Linked DNA regions of Strix aluco: region 2 is linked to region 1. The links are chromatin contacts, called in public Hi-C maps. All regions are on one chromosome and are shown on one strand. The core of a region is the stretch at or near the end of the contact, and the rest is flanking DNA. Distances in the headings are between cores, read along the strand shown. Region 1 holds the start of LOC141919920 (carbonic anhydrase 2). Region 2 holds the start of RBIS (ribosomal biogenesis factor).

Region 1 (6,276 bases), core at 3,551-6,050:
CATCTCTTGCCAAGATTTTGTCCTCAGAGGAAGTGACTTGCCTCACGACCAGCTGGAAGCTGGTGGCTTTGATTAGTTTATAAACTGCTTTTAAATCATTTGCTTGTGCAGTGTTGTACTGAGTCATGCTGGTGAGCTTCTGCTTTTGTTGCCTTGCAATACTCTTATGTGCGCCCTGGTAACAGACTTCAAGTGTGAGTTGCTACAAGTTTATCACATGGTGGAATGCCAGTTGCAGAAGTCACAAGAAGGCAGTTTGCAAGACTAAGGGAACATATTTGCAAAAAAGGTACATAGGTGAGAAGTAAGGATGATGACCACTGGCACATTCATGTGTAAAGAGGAGGGCACACTAGCATATAAACAGGGAAACAGCATCTGGAGCTGTAAAGACTAGACAAGTAAAGGCCAGGTTGTGAGACAGTTCAAAACATCATGGAATACAGTTGGTGAACCGATACGTTAGTTCAAACCCATACGTTACGGAATGAGAAGGCATGTACACAAATATTTCCCTAAGTTGCTAGACTTGACTTAACTAAAACAAACACTAAAACGCCCTTGTTGACATTAGATTTACACTGCATAGAGCTTTATCATGTAGATGTAATTTTACTGAATCATGACAAATAGCTTTAGTCTGGAAACCGAACTTATTTGTGTGGTCATATCATAGAATGGTTTGGGTTGGAAGGGACCTTAAAGATCATCTAGTTCCAAACCTCCTGCCATGGGCAGGGACACCTTCCACTAGATCACATTGCTCAGATCCCCGTCCAACCTGGCCTTGAACACTTCCAGTGAGGGGGCAGCCACAGCTTCTTTGGGCAACCTGTTCCACCCTCACAGAGAAGAATCTCTTCCTTATATCTAATCTAAATCTGCCCTCTTTCAGTTTAAAACTGTTCCCCCTCCTCCTATCACTACACCCCCTGATAAAGAGTCCCTCCCTATCTTCCTGTAGCCCCCTTTAAGTACTGGAAGGCCACTAGAAGGTCTCCCCAGAGCCTTCTCTTCTCCAGGCTGAACAACCCCAACTCTCTCAGCCTGTCCTCATAAGGGAGGTGCTCCAGCCACCTGAGCATCTTTGTGGCCTCCTCTGAACCCACTCAAGCAGGTCCATGTCCTTATGTTGGGTGCTCCAGAGCTGGACACAGGACTGCAGGTGGGGTCTCACGAGAGTGGAGTAGATGGAGAAAATCACCTCCCTCAACCTGCTGGTCACGCTTCTCAAAAAGTATATCAAAATCTATATTTCAAAGCAGCTTGTATCAGCAATGGCTAGAAGTCAGCAGAGAGGCAGACAGGCTTTTTCTACTGCACCGATATGTCATGAAGCTTGCATTGTTGCTACTTGTATTAGTCTCTCATTAGAAATTAGTAGTAAAACATTTTTGTAACACAAGAAAGGGCTCTAACCTGACCTCACTGAAGGACCAAAATTATTTTTATATTCATAATTGCATTTAACTTTCACAGAATAGCTAGAATCAGAATGATGTAGGATTCTTCTGGATCTTGTTCAGTACTGAACAGAAACATGGACAAAGATGTAAAAAAATGACTGCAAATAGATTTTCAGACAGAGTTGAAAATCTACCATGAAAATTAAAAGGTGGATTTACAACATGGTAATTGCATGCACTTCTGCTGAAACCATCTTGCAGGTTGATGCATGTTTCACGTGTCATTACTCCAGCAGCCAGAATACTCCTAGCAGTTGGCAACTGACTAAGGAGAACAAACCTTTGGTATGGAAGGATCTGTGCCATTTTTCCATCTGACATTTGCAGTGCTTCACAAATAATAATGATCATAAAAATATATTTCAGAAAACTTCATAAAACATACACAAAAAGGATGCTTTCCTTCCTGTGCACAGGGTCAACAAATGTGCTGTGACACGTAAGCTTTCAAAGCAGGATTCAAATGGGGCCTAAATGATGTATAGGCTTTGCAATGTCCTTTGCCCAGGAATGAGTACCATAAATGGTGTGGAAGTATCTGAGTGAACAGTTTGCACTTTTTGAAACTATTGATGCTGCTTCTATTTGTATTTACTAATATTACTGAAAAGTACCAATCAATCTAGAAACACCTATTCTTTTACCATATTCAGGTGTGATCTCATGCTAAGAAATAGAGGGGAGATGAAGAAAGACATCTGATTTTATTAGTTGCTAAAAACCCTCACTTTGTGTGGTACTGGTAATGACAGAAATGGGAGAGAAGATTACACTGGCATCTTTTCTATCCAAAATGTTAATGTCAGAGTCATGAGTAATCAAATGGCTACAGTAATTATCTAATCTGTTCCCTGTATTTGTATTGCTTGAAATGTATTTATAATGCTTCTGTCGCCACAGGATTTGTGAACATTTGCTTTAGGAACTGCTCCTACACATTCTGTACATACAAGCAGGCCTTACTGGTCTGCGTCATTCCACCGATTTCAGCAGAACTGGCAGGTTTACGAAGCACAGTCCGCATTTATGTGAGATGCCTGAGCTAGTCCAGGTACTATGCCGATGTATATTATGTCCTGCTGTTGCTAACGTGCCTTGGTTTTTGTCACTGTTAAGCAGCTTCACCAGTGTGCAGTATTATCTGGACTGTACTGTTTCCCATATCCAACTTCTTCTCTAGGCTAGTTTATGGCTTTCTGTGAAGCATTGCATTCTGCCATGAAACCACAGTCACAGATTAGAGGAGTCTGATGCAGCCAGGAGACAGAAAAGGAGTCTGATTCGAAGAGACCAAGTCAATGCCAGGCTCTCAATAGCAGCTTCTTGGCATGGGCTCAAGCCTGCAAACACTAACAGCTGAATGATCAAAGAAAATGGTTATTTGATTTTAAGAACAATAGACAAAAAAAATGTGGATGTATGCCTGTGTGTGCTTAGCATGTATCACATACCTACTGATAGAAATAATGTGGTAAAATGAAGATTCATGTGATTAAAATCCTAGTCCCTCAGTGGTGCTGCCAACTGACTTCATTTCCCTGGTAAGAACCCTAAGCAGATCTTTTAGGAAGCCTACCATGCCAAACACTGTGTCGTGCTTAATCCTGTACTTGTCCTTTATGTGGTACTCCCTTTGACGTCAGTGGAAACGACATATGAGAGTGCAGAGGAATCAGGCTGAATTGATTTTTTTTATAGTAAGATTAAATGGAAGGAAGCTTTCTGAAATGTACAGAAACCTTATTCCTTCCTACAACATAAAGGGATGTTTTCTGCTTTATTCTTCAAGAATTCTTACGTATATGTATTTGGATTCTTACCTGTATATGTGTGTGTTTATGAGAGACTGTCAATACACTTGGGTAGCACAACTGCTCAATCAATATCACTCAGTAAATCAAAACCACTCAATAAAAGTGATTGCTGAAAAGTATCTATAATGAGCAAACAAGGAATTTCTAACAGTTTTCTGACAACCATGTGCATTTCCATTTGTTGCTCTACATCACATACACCACAGCCACTTCTAAGTAACTTCTGTGTATACACTTCTGCCTTCACATTTCCATTTTGTGGTTGCTAAACCATCTGAGTAGAGGCATGCAAATATGAAAGGACACACACTGGGTTAATCAGTAATAAGCTTTAAATATTTTCTGCTTGTAGTCGAAGGAGACTGAGAAATGCCTTTAATTTTTATAAGCGATTTCCCAGCTGGTTGTTTTTGCTATTAGCAACAGTAACTACATTGTACGAATAGACTTTTCTCCCCCCTCTCAACAAATGAAAACAAATGGCACACATTTTACAATGTCGAATGTAAATGATGGGGTCATTCTGGTGTTGTTATTCTAGATTTACACCGACTTCATTGACAACAGAATTTAGACCCCTGTGGTTGAATCGCAACCGAATAAAATTAAAACCATATTTGAATAAACAGTCCTAACAAGAAAATGGGATAAACTAATATTACAGTTATGATGTCATTCTCATCCCAAAAATTGCTCGGAGCAAGAGGATGCAGAACAGCCTTCAAAAAGGATCATCAGCACACCCACTGGGCGCGAATGGCTTCACTGGGACAGACAGGCCTGCGGCAGCGCAGGGGCAACTCGAATTCAGCCCTTTGTAAAAGGGTTGTCAGGGTCTGATCCCTCCCGTCCTGCGAGAAAACACCAGCGTGTTGAGCAATATAAAAAAATCTAAAATAAGTATTGCTCAATTTTAATCTTGCAAGTCCATCCTCAGGAGTGGTAGTTGAGCCGCTCTCACGGCAAGTATGTATTTCCCAAATGTTAAGAAGTGAATATAAGCGCAGCTCTACCCGCTCTTCTCCGAAAATGGTTAGAAAAAATACACTATCAAGTCATAAGCAATAACGTCCTCATTTTTCTGACGCGTGACCTCCCCCCTGCTAAGCGCGTTCACCTCGGCCTCCCAATCCCCGCTAATCCCTTCTAAACCCCTCCCGGCACCCACGAAACACCCCCCGTGGCGCGGCTGGCTGCAGGCGCCCCCCCGCCCCGCTCCGCGCCGTTCCGGCCGCCCCCGGCAGGGAGCAGCAGGGGACCGCAGCGCCGGCCCCACGCGCACGGACACGCACCCGCGCACGGACACGCGCGCCCCCGGCCCGCCGGCACCTCCCCAAGGTCACGGCGCTCCGCAGCGCCCCGCGTAGCGGCCGGACGCCCGCAGGTGCGCAATGCGGGCGGGGGGCACCGCGGGTGGGAGGGGGGACTTGGGGGGGGGTGGGGGTGGGGGGGGGCCGCTCGCGCCCCGGCTGCGGCCGCCCCGCGCCGCCCGGCTGCCGGGGGCGCTGCGGGCCGGGCCCGCCGCAGCTCCGCGGGCGCGGCGGCTCGCGGGTTATAAGGGACCGCTCTCTCCGCCCCCAGCGGAGTCTCCCTCCGCCCCCGGCCGCGCTCCCCACCCCTTCCTCCGGCCGCGGAGAAGGGCATGGAGTTGGCGGGAGCCTATAAAAGCCCCTGAGAGCGCGGTGGAGGCACGGCGCTGCGACAGCCTCCGCAGACAGAGCCGGGCCGCGCACCATGTCCCACCGCTGGGGGTACGGCAGCCAGGACGGTGAGTGCCCGGCGGGCTGCGGGACGGGACACCGCACCTGCCGCAGGTCCTCGGGAGCAGCGCTGGGACGTGCCCGCTGCGCGTCGCACTGAGCCCTTGCCCTGAGCGGGAATGAGCCCGGTGGCGCTCTTTTCCTTTTTTTTTTTTTTTTCCCCCCTTTTAACCTTGAGATGCCACCTGCGCCTGAGCAGCCAGCCAGGCGCGCCGCGCGATTTGCCTGGAGCATCTTCTTCTTTCCCGCTGCCGGTCCTTTACTTCGGTAACAGTGCAAGGAAGAGGGGAGGACGGGGCGCTGCTCCGGCAGGACGGGGTGGCCCCTAGAAGGACTCCCCGGTAAAACCCGCGCCTCAGCCTCCCAGGCTCAGGGGCTGCCGGGTCCCCGCCCTGCTCCCCAGGTGGGATTTCCCCTCTGTGTTGCCAGCACTGGCACCCCGCACAGGTGGTACTTTAGTAAAGGCTGATGCTAGCGTTAAAAACATCCTGGTTTTAGAGTGAGGTTATCGTTTATATCCCCCGAGCTTTCGATGTTCCCACCGAGCTGCTTTACGCTGTCTTGCAGGACCCGCTCACTGGCACGAACACTTCCCCATCGCCAATGGGGAGCGCCAGTCCCCTATTGCCATCAGCAGCAAGGCCGCCAAGTACGACTCCTCTCTGAAGCCTCTCAGCTTCAGCTATGATGCCGGCACGGCTCGAAACATAGTCAACAACGGGCACTCCTTCAACGTGGAGTTTGATGATTCCTCTGACAAATCAGGTGAGACCTCATCTTCATGTGTGGGAGTGGAGATGGGAGAAACTGCTACTAAAATGTCTACGGAGGCCATAGGGTGTTTTAAAAGGCAAAAAAATACCAAAGTGTTTTGGCTCCAGTAAGGTCAGGATTCAGCTCCTTTAGGCTGGAAGGAAACTGAGCTGCCGTTAGAAGTAAGCTAAACCTATCAGGGCTGTTTTGAGCTGCCCTGCTGTAAACTCCAGAAAATCGAGTTGCTTTATTTTTGTTTAAATCAGAAGGATTTGCGTATGGGCTCAGCTGTGAAGAGAAAATAAAAAATTATTTGACAAGAACAATTGTAGGCATGGCTCATCATAAGCTATTGACCAAATGGTTAAAGAGGCAAAGTACATGGTAGGAGGAAATTGGCCGTAGAATAACAAAGGATTACAGTTAACAACTTGAAGTGGAAATAGTTTGGGAATAGTTTCTTTGGTTATCAAAATATTATTT
Region 2 (6,774 bases), core at 1,924-4,423, 180 kb before region 1:
TCCTCCCCCTCCTTCTTCACTGACCTTAGTGTCTGCAGAGCTGTTTCTCTCACATATTCTCACTCCTTTCTCTGTCTGCAGTTGCACAGCAACATTTTCCCTTTCTTAAATACGTTATCCCAGAAGCACTACAACCATCGCTGATGGGCTCAGCCTTGGCCAGCAGTGGGTCCATCTTGGAGCTGGCTGGCACTGGCTCTGTTGGACATATGGGAAGCTTCTAGCAGCTTCTCACAGAAGCCACCCCTGTAGCCCCTGTGAGCTACCAAAACCTTGCCATGCAAACCCAATACAGTTTGTAAATGATCTTACCATTTTGAATTCTTCCAGTAGTTTGCCTTTCAACATCACACCTTGCATTCCTATGTGTTCATACTATAGGTCTGGTCAAGAACGTCTACCAGATTTTGTTGTGGTATTTAAAGAAACTTCTGTGACTGTACCAGACCAGGATGTGTATCTGATCCCTGGACACCTCAGCCTCACTAGCCCAAATCTGCCTTCATAAGTTATTTCAGCAAAGATGCTTGCTTTCGAAGGGGAAGAGCTAAGACATGGACATGTGCTGTGCTCTGGGGACAATAATCTGTGGGAGGGGAGCAGGGTGGATGCAAGGAGGCATAAACTCTTTCACTGCTGCAGCAAAGTAAGATTCAGCTGTTCTCAGCCCTAGCACCTGTTGCTTCTGAAGCACCAGGTCTGGAACAGGACTGTAGCCAGATAATGTCCTATTACATTGCAAATGTTCATACACCTTCAGGCAACCCCAGATTTCAGGATGCCTACTGCTGTTCCAAAGACTACCCCTGTAATTCACCTCTCAGCAATTTACACAGGCAGAAGCAAACTGTGAATGGTTACACGTATTCATTTTGCTTTCAAAGCTTCCATAATTTCAGAGCATGTACACATTAACAGTAATTCCACTTATTCTGAGTGATCAAGAGAACAAGCAGTGGCAAGAGGCTGATGTAACAAGTCTACTCAGATTATCACTTTGATAACAAACTGGACAGTGAGTTGAGAAATACGGACTCAGCTCCCGGCTCAAATGGAGAGTGGATGGGACTGTGGACAATCCAATTTACAAAGATCTTTGGTTTCCCATCAGGGCTTGTTACCATTTTCCAGCTTCACAGGGGTGCTGAAAGGATCCAGTCACTTTTAATACCTGATATCCTCAGCTACTCTGGCAGGACTCCTCCAGAGAAAGAGGCTCTGTAGCTAGTTTGTGTATCTATATCAAAAGTTGTTTGAATAGGCTTTCATCTATTAAAGAATAAATCTATTTTAACAAATTTTTCTGAGCATCTTCCTATACTGCTTAATGATAACTAAATCCCCAAAGGCTTAATGAATTAAAGAATACAGCTTCAAACACACAGAATAAAATTTTACTCCTAATAAGCTACTCACTTTTCATGAATATGATTTTTAAACTTGTTTTTCTCTTTATTATACAGAACCCTCTAGACTAAGTGGAGATGTGACACCAGCAACATGAAATTGTTTATTTCCAAAGTTTGTTACATTCCTGTCTGTCTACCAGATTAACTCGTCAAGTGACTTTAGCTTGCAGGGGAAAATTTGAAAGGGCCTTTTTTTAGAGTGGCTGTTTGACTCTTTTTGCCCAGCAGACTGCAACGAAATCTAATGGGAACAATAAACCACTAACTTTCTGCTTTTATTATCAGATGCCCTTCTAGAGGGACCAGCTGAACTCTCAGCAGATCACACAGCTCAGGCTGGAGGCAGGGTTTGAAAAGAAGATGACTTGCTGCTACCAAGAGGAAAACCCTTGCTTAGATCACCCCCACCCCTCTTCCCTTGCATCGCTGCCAGCCACGACTCACTCTCTCCCTCCCCTGGGCAGTGGTGCTCTCCAGACATGAAAATGGTAGAATACTGGTTTTGCTTGTTTACTTTTCCATTCCTTCAGTATGTTAAATCAGCTCACAGAAGGGTCTGCAGAGCATCACTGTCCATCTAAGGTGCAAGAAGGGGGAAAAGAGGGATTAAAGAGCAAAACATGGCAGTGCGTGCTCTTAGATCTGTTCACTGCATCTCATTGACATGGTTTTACTTGACAGCTAAGACAAACGAACAGCTACTGGATCAGAAAAGGTTCCATCCTTTCTGGTTCTTCCCCCCCTAAAATGTTTCTCTTTGTACTCATTCATAATTAAATTTGTTCAACTTGCCAACCCAGCACAGAAAAACACAAAATGCATTTTTAGTTGCTTTTGCTGCTGATTTTAGCAAGTTGAACCACCTAGGACGTGATGAGTTCCTGAGTCAGCATCAAGCAGAGCTGTGGGAACAGAGCCCCGGCTTGGAAAAGGGGGCTGGGGTTGGGAACCTGACGGAAAAGAGCAGGACTTCCCCTCGCAGTATCTGTGCCTGGTGGTTTCGATCAGGCCATTTTGTTAAACCATGCCCTGAATTACACCATCAGTGACACTGCAAGCGTGGTCTAGTAAAGGGAAACTTGCTGAACTACGGCTGTTGTCTTTAGCATCAGGTTCCCTGGGCCATACTGAAATGCCATCAGATACTTTCTAAATGACCCCCCTCAAGGAGAACAGCTCGAAGTCTTAGGTGGCGGACGCTTGCAGAGATCAAATAACATTTTTTGTCTTTCCCTTTTTGAAGACGATGACATCCACGCATAAACCTAATTTTCAGGTGGGAACTGTGTACTTTGCAATGTTGTGCCCAGAAGAAAACTGCCCATAAAGCAGCTCTACCGAGTCCCTCACAAGCGCTCCCTCCGCCCCCCAGAAGAGGCCTCAGAGGAGGCAAGGCCGCACCGCCCCGGCCCGGAGGGATCCCCGCGGAAGCGGCCGGGCCCGCCCGGCCGAAGCCTCGCGCGGGGCCGCCGGGCGACCCGGCAGGCCTGAGGCGCTCCGGTGGGAAGCTGCCGCGCCGCTCCGCCGGCTACCCTATCCCCCCGCCGCCGCTCCGCCGGCAAACCTACCGCCCCCCATCCCCCGCTCACCTGCTTCAGCCCGGAGGTGACGGGCCGCGCCTTGCCTTTGGCCTTGGCCTTGACGGCGCCGCTGCGGGCGATGCGGAAGACGCTCGCCGCCTTCGCCGCCCGCGACCGACTCTTCCCCATGGCGGCGGCACCGCGGGGGCGGGCGGGCGGACGGACGGCTGACGTCACCCCCCGCGCGCCGGGGAAGCCGCCAATCCCCCCAGCACTGTCATGGGGCGGCGGGGCCGGCAGGGGGCGCTGCGCCCCCCGCCACCGCGCGCCGCTGCCCCGGGCCGGCCGGGGGGCGGGGCGGGGTCCCGTCGGGGGTCCCGTCGCCGTCCCAGCGTGTGCTCCCGCTCCCCCGGCAGCCCCCAGCACGGGCGGGCGGAGCTTTCCGCGCGTGTGACTGTGCCAAAGTGGCCGAGATGGCCACGGTGCCAAGGCACGTGCCTGACAGTCCCAGAAACACAGGGGTTTTAAAAAAGAATAAATTTCGCGTGGGTTGTGGGAAAGCCTACTGTCCACGGGCCGCGCCTGTAAAGCGTGAATCTGTCCAGGGCCAATTCCGAAGGGAATCAGCTTCCCTCCCCTCGGAGTAAGGGGGGGGGGGCACAGGGGCCCGCCGGGGGACGCAGCGGGGCCGGGCAGCGATGGTCGCTTTGCTTGACTTTCGGGGGGCGGGGGGTCACCCCAGCAACAGACCCTTACTTCCCCCATTTCCCTTGGCCCCGACTCGTGCCTCTTGCGGGCAGGCGGCTGGCGGAGGGTAACACCGTCACTCTCTTGGAGCGGTCCCGTGCGAGCCGGCCCCGCAGCTGTCAGCCGGCCGCGGCCCCCCGGGCCGCCCCGACGGCACGGCGGGGATGCTGGGCGGCGGCGGGCGGTGGGCGAGAATCGGAACGGATGGGTCGGGGCCGGGCTGCGCGGGCGCGGAGCGCTGCAGGCTCCTTATCGGCGCCCGAGCATCGGGGCGTCACCGCCCGTCGCCTTCAAAGCGGGCGGCGGTGACGGCGCGGCCGCCTCTCCCGTCCCAGCCCAGCCCAGCCCAGCCCGGCCCGGCCCGTCCCGTCCCGACAGGAGACCAGAGCCATGCTGCACTGGGGATACGACGAGCACAACGGTAGGGCGGCGGGCGGGGGGCTGGGGGCGGCCGCGGCGCTTCCCGCGGGGCCGTCGGGGCGGCCGCTCCCGCCGCGGCCAGAGGGGTCCCCCCGAGGGCAGCTCCCGCAGCTGGCTTCGGCAGCTCCCGAGCCCGTCAGGAAGCTGAATGAGCTGAAATGCTGTCGAGGCTTTGCGAGGTGGAGACCGAGCAGATTTTTGGCTCGGAATGATGCGAGGCTGCCTGCTGAGAGAGGTGCTTGGTGCGTGCAGCATCGCCAGCCAGAGGCGGGTCGGGGGTTGGCGCGGAGGTGGGTCTGCATCGCTCCCTGTAGGGATTCCGTTTGCTCGTCGAGTCGATCAGCTGCGTGTGCGTATCGGGTATTTATTTATTAGCCAGGCACAGCGATGGGAGCTGCTGTATCGGCAGTGCCTGATTCCGGCTGTGTCCTGCTCCTGTTCAGTGGTGGGAAATACTAGATCCTAGGATCGGTCATTTGAATGTATATGCACCTAAGAGGAGTTGCTTTGGGATTTTGGTTGTTTCATGGTTTCCTTAATCTTGTTGGTCTTTGAAGTCCCAAGATGTGCTGCTCATCAACAGGCTTAAAGACTTTCCTCGTGTTTTGCATTGTAAGTCATGCAAACGCTGCTCCTGTGTGCAGACTGGCTCACGAGTCATGCAAGTGGAAATGAAAGCGCTTTTGTAAATTGGGGCCTCAGCTCTGGTAAAATAAATGGAATAACTTACGTTGTGTGTTATAATACACAGAGAAAGAAATACCATGATAGTAAAAGGAGAAAGCTATATATTTCAATATGCTAATGCATACAGGGGTATGCACAGAGACATACACAGAGAGTTTGGAACTCTGTTTACTCAAGTACTACCTCTCCTTCCTGGTCCTTTTGTTCCATCTTTTCTGGATGGATATACTTTTCCTGAAAAACTGGGTGGTGGTGGATCACAGCGATGTTGCAACGATTAGGCGTGTTATCTACTGTTGTGCAGTCTACTCTACCCCTCCCCTGAAGACGTAAATGGGTCTTGTTTTTCAAATTTGTTTCTCCATATGTTTTCCAAGAGTGCTGTGGACTTCACCTGCACTGTCCAGATAAGAAGCCCACTTTCCCTCCCTTATCCTATCCCTCCTCCTTTGCTATTCTCAACTTCTAGGAAGGGAAGGGCACCAGAAATTCTATCGGGGTGGCCCTGGACCTTGCTTGAGGCCCCATTTCTCCTATAAACTCTGTTTACTGACTGATAACATATTTGGGGTGACGTTTGGCTTTCTCTCCTTTCTTGGACCCCACAGCAGCTGCAGGGTGGGTAGTTCCTCATCAGTCCATCCCCTTCCCCCACCCCTCACAGGAGACTAAAGGAGAGAGTCATGGATATCTAACACTTCACTGCTGTTCTCTAGCATCAGTTTTATTTCTCAGCTTTTTCTCTTCTTATGCATTTATTTTATTGGTTTTTCTTGTTTCTTGTTTGGCTGAATACCAGATACAGGACATTGCTTTGATTCTTGAAAAATTTTGTTGCCCTGCATGGCCTTGCAAATAGTTTCCCTGAAACTAAGATTAACTTTTGCAACTAATGAGGCAGAAACAAAGTGAAATTAATTAAATGTGGTGTCATGTGTTAAAGTTGACTTCCTGAAGAGTTGGAAAGCCATCTGCATTCACTCTGAGTTTTCTGCATTTGTTACTTGCAGTGATAAAAGCGCAGGGTTATTTTTAAACCAGGGGAAAACTCATCTGCCCCTTAGCAATAATAATCACAACAGAAATCATTATGTACATAAACTGTCAAATATTACACAGACGTGTCTGCATATGTGGTATATCTATGTATAAGCACATGGGTTGACTGTTGTACACAGAATTAAATGTTCTCCCCTGCGTTGATGCACGTATTTCTGAAATGCAAAGAGGTATTATTTTATTCCTGTGCAAAACTTGGCCTTTGCTTTCTTGCCACTGTTCTTAACTTACAGTTTAGTTGGTCTTATGTGTGAAGACATAATACTGAGATCTTGAAAATGGGCTTCAGTGTGGCATCATGCATGTGTTTCTTTGCTGGCTCAAAGTTCCTGTGAAGAGAGAAATGTTCTTGCCCCTTCACAGAAACAATCCTTTTAGTTAACTAGGGAATTGTCTTAGTTAAAGCACAAATCAAGAATCAATTGCCTTCAGTTTACTATTTGTTTAATAAAATATATGGAAAGTACTTACATGTATTGTGTTTTGCTGCAAAAACATCTCTTGATCTAGTTACTACTATAACACTGAGAAGTTTCATAAATAAAAAAGGATATGATTTCATGGAGGCATTTAGGTTGGAAAAGACCTTTAAGATCTTCGAGTCCAACAGTAATTCCTTATACTATTTTTTCCTCCCTGAGAATAATTACATAATTTTGATGTCTGCTTTAAAAAACAGCACTTAATTTATCCATTTTGAATTTCCAATTGTTTTTATTTGAGTTAGTCTTATTGTAAGCTAATACACACATAACTTACAAACCTAACTCTATAAATTTAAGCATTTTGTGTATGATAAACTGGGCAATGAATTCTCTTCAGGAGTAAATGAGAATGTGATCCTGCAAAGGTCAGACCATACCAAGCTAATGAACTTTCTGCGTATAATGGCAAACTATCCAAAAAAGGAATCCACTTTTTCACCTGTACAT

The links. A called contact is a pair of places that touch in the nucleus more often than the background predicts.
Region 2: a contact with region 1 is called in a Hi-C map of heart, with 7 times the contacts expected there. The contact joins the promoter of RBIS here to the promoter of LOC141919920 in region 1. A contact is called at or near these places in 2 of 2 Hi-C or Micro-C datasets (brain and heart).

Annotation. Positions count from the first base shown.
Region 1 is chr1:29,777,384-29,783,659 of bStrAlu1.hap1, reverse strand. It overlaps LOC141919920 (carbonic anhydrase 2), which reads left to right and starts at 4,800. Exons shown (of 7, transcript XM_074816482.1): 1 at 4,800-5,048; 2 at 5,608-5,805. The coding sequence starts at 5,015.
Region 2 is chr1:29,958,355-29,965,128 of bStrAlu1.hap1, reverse strand. It overlaps RBIS (ribosomal biogenesis factor), which reads right to left and starts at 3,173. Exons shown (of 3, transcript XM_074816572.1): 1 at 2,999-3,173. The coding sequence starts at 3,118. It overlaps LOC141919971 (carbonic anhydrase 13-like), which reads left to right and starts at 3,946. Exons shown (of 7, transcript XM_074816635.1): 1 at 3,946-4,097. The coding sequence starts at 4,067.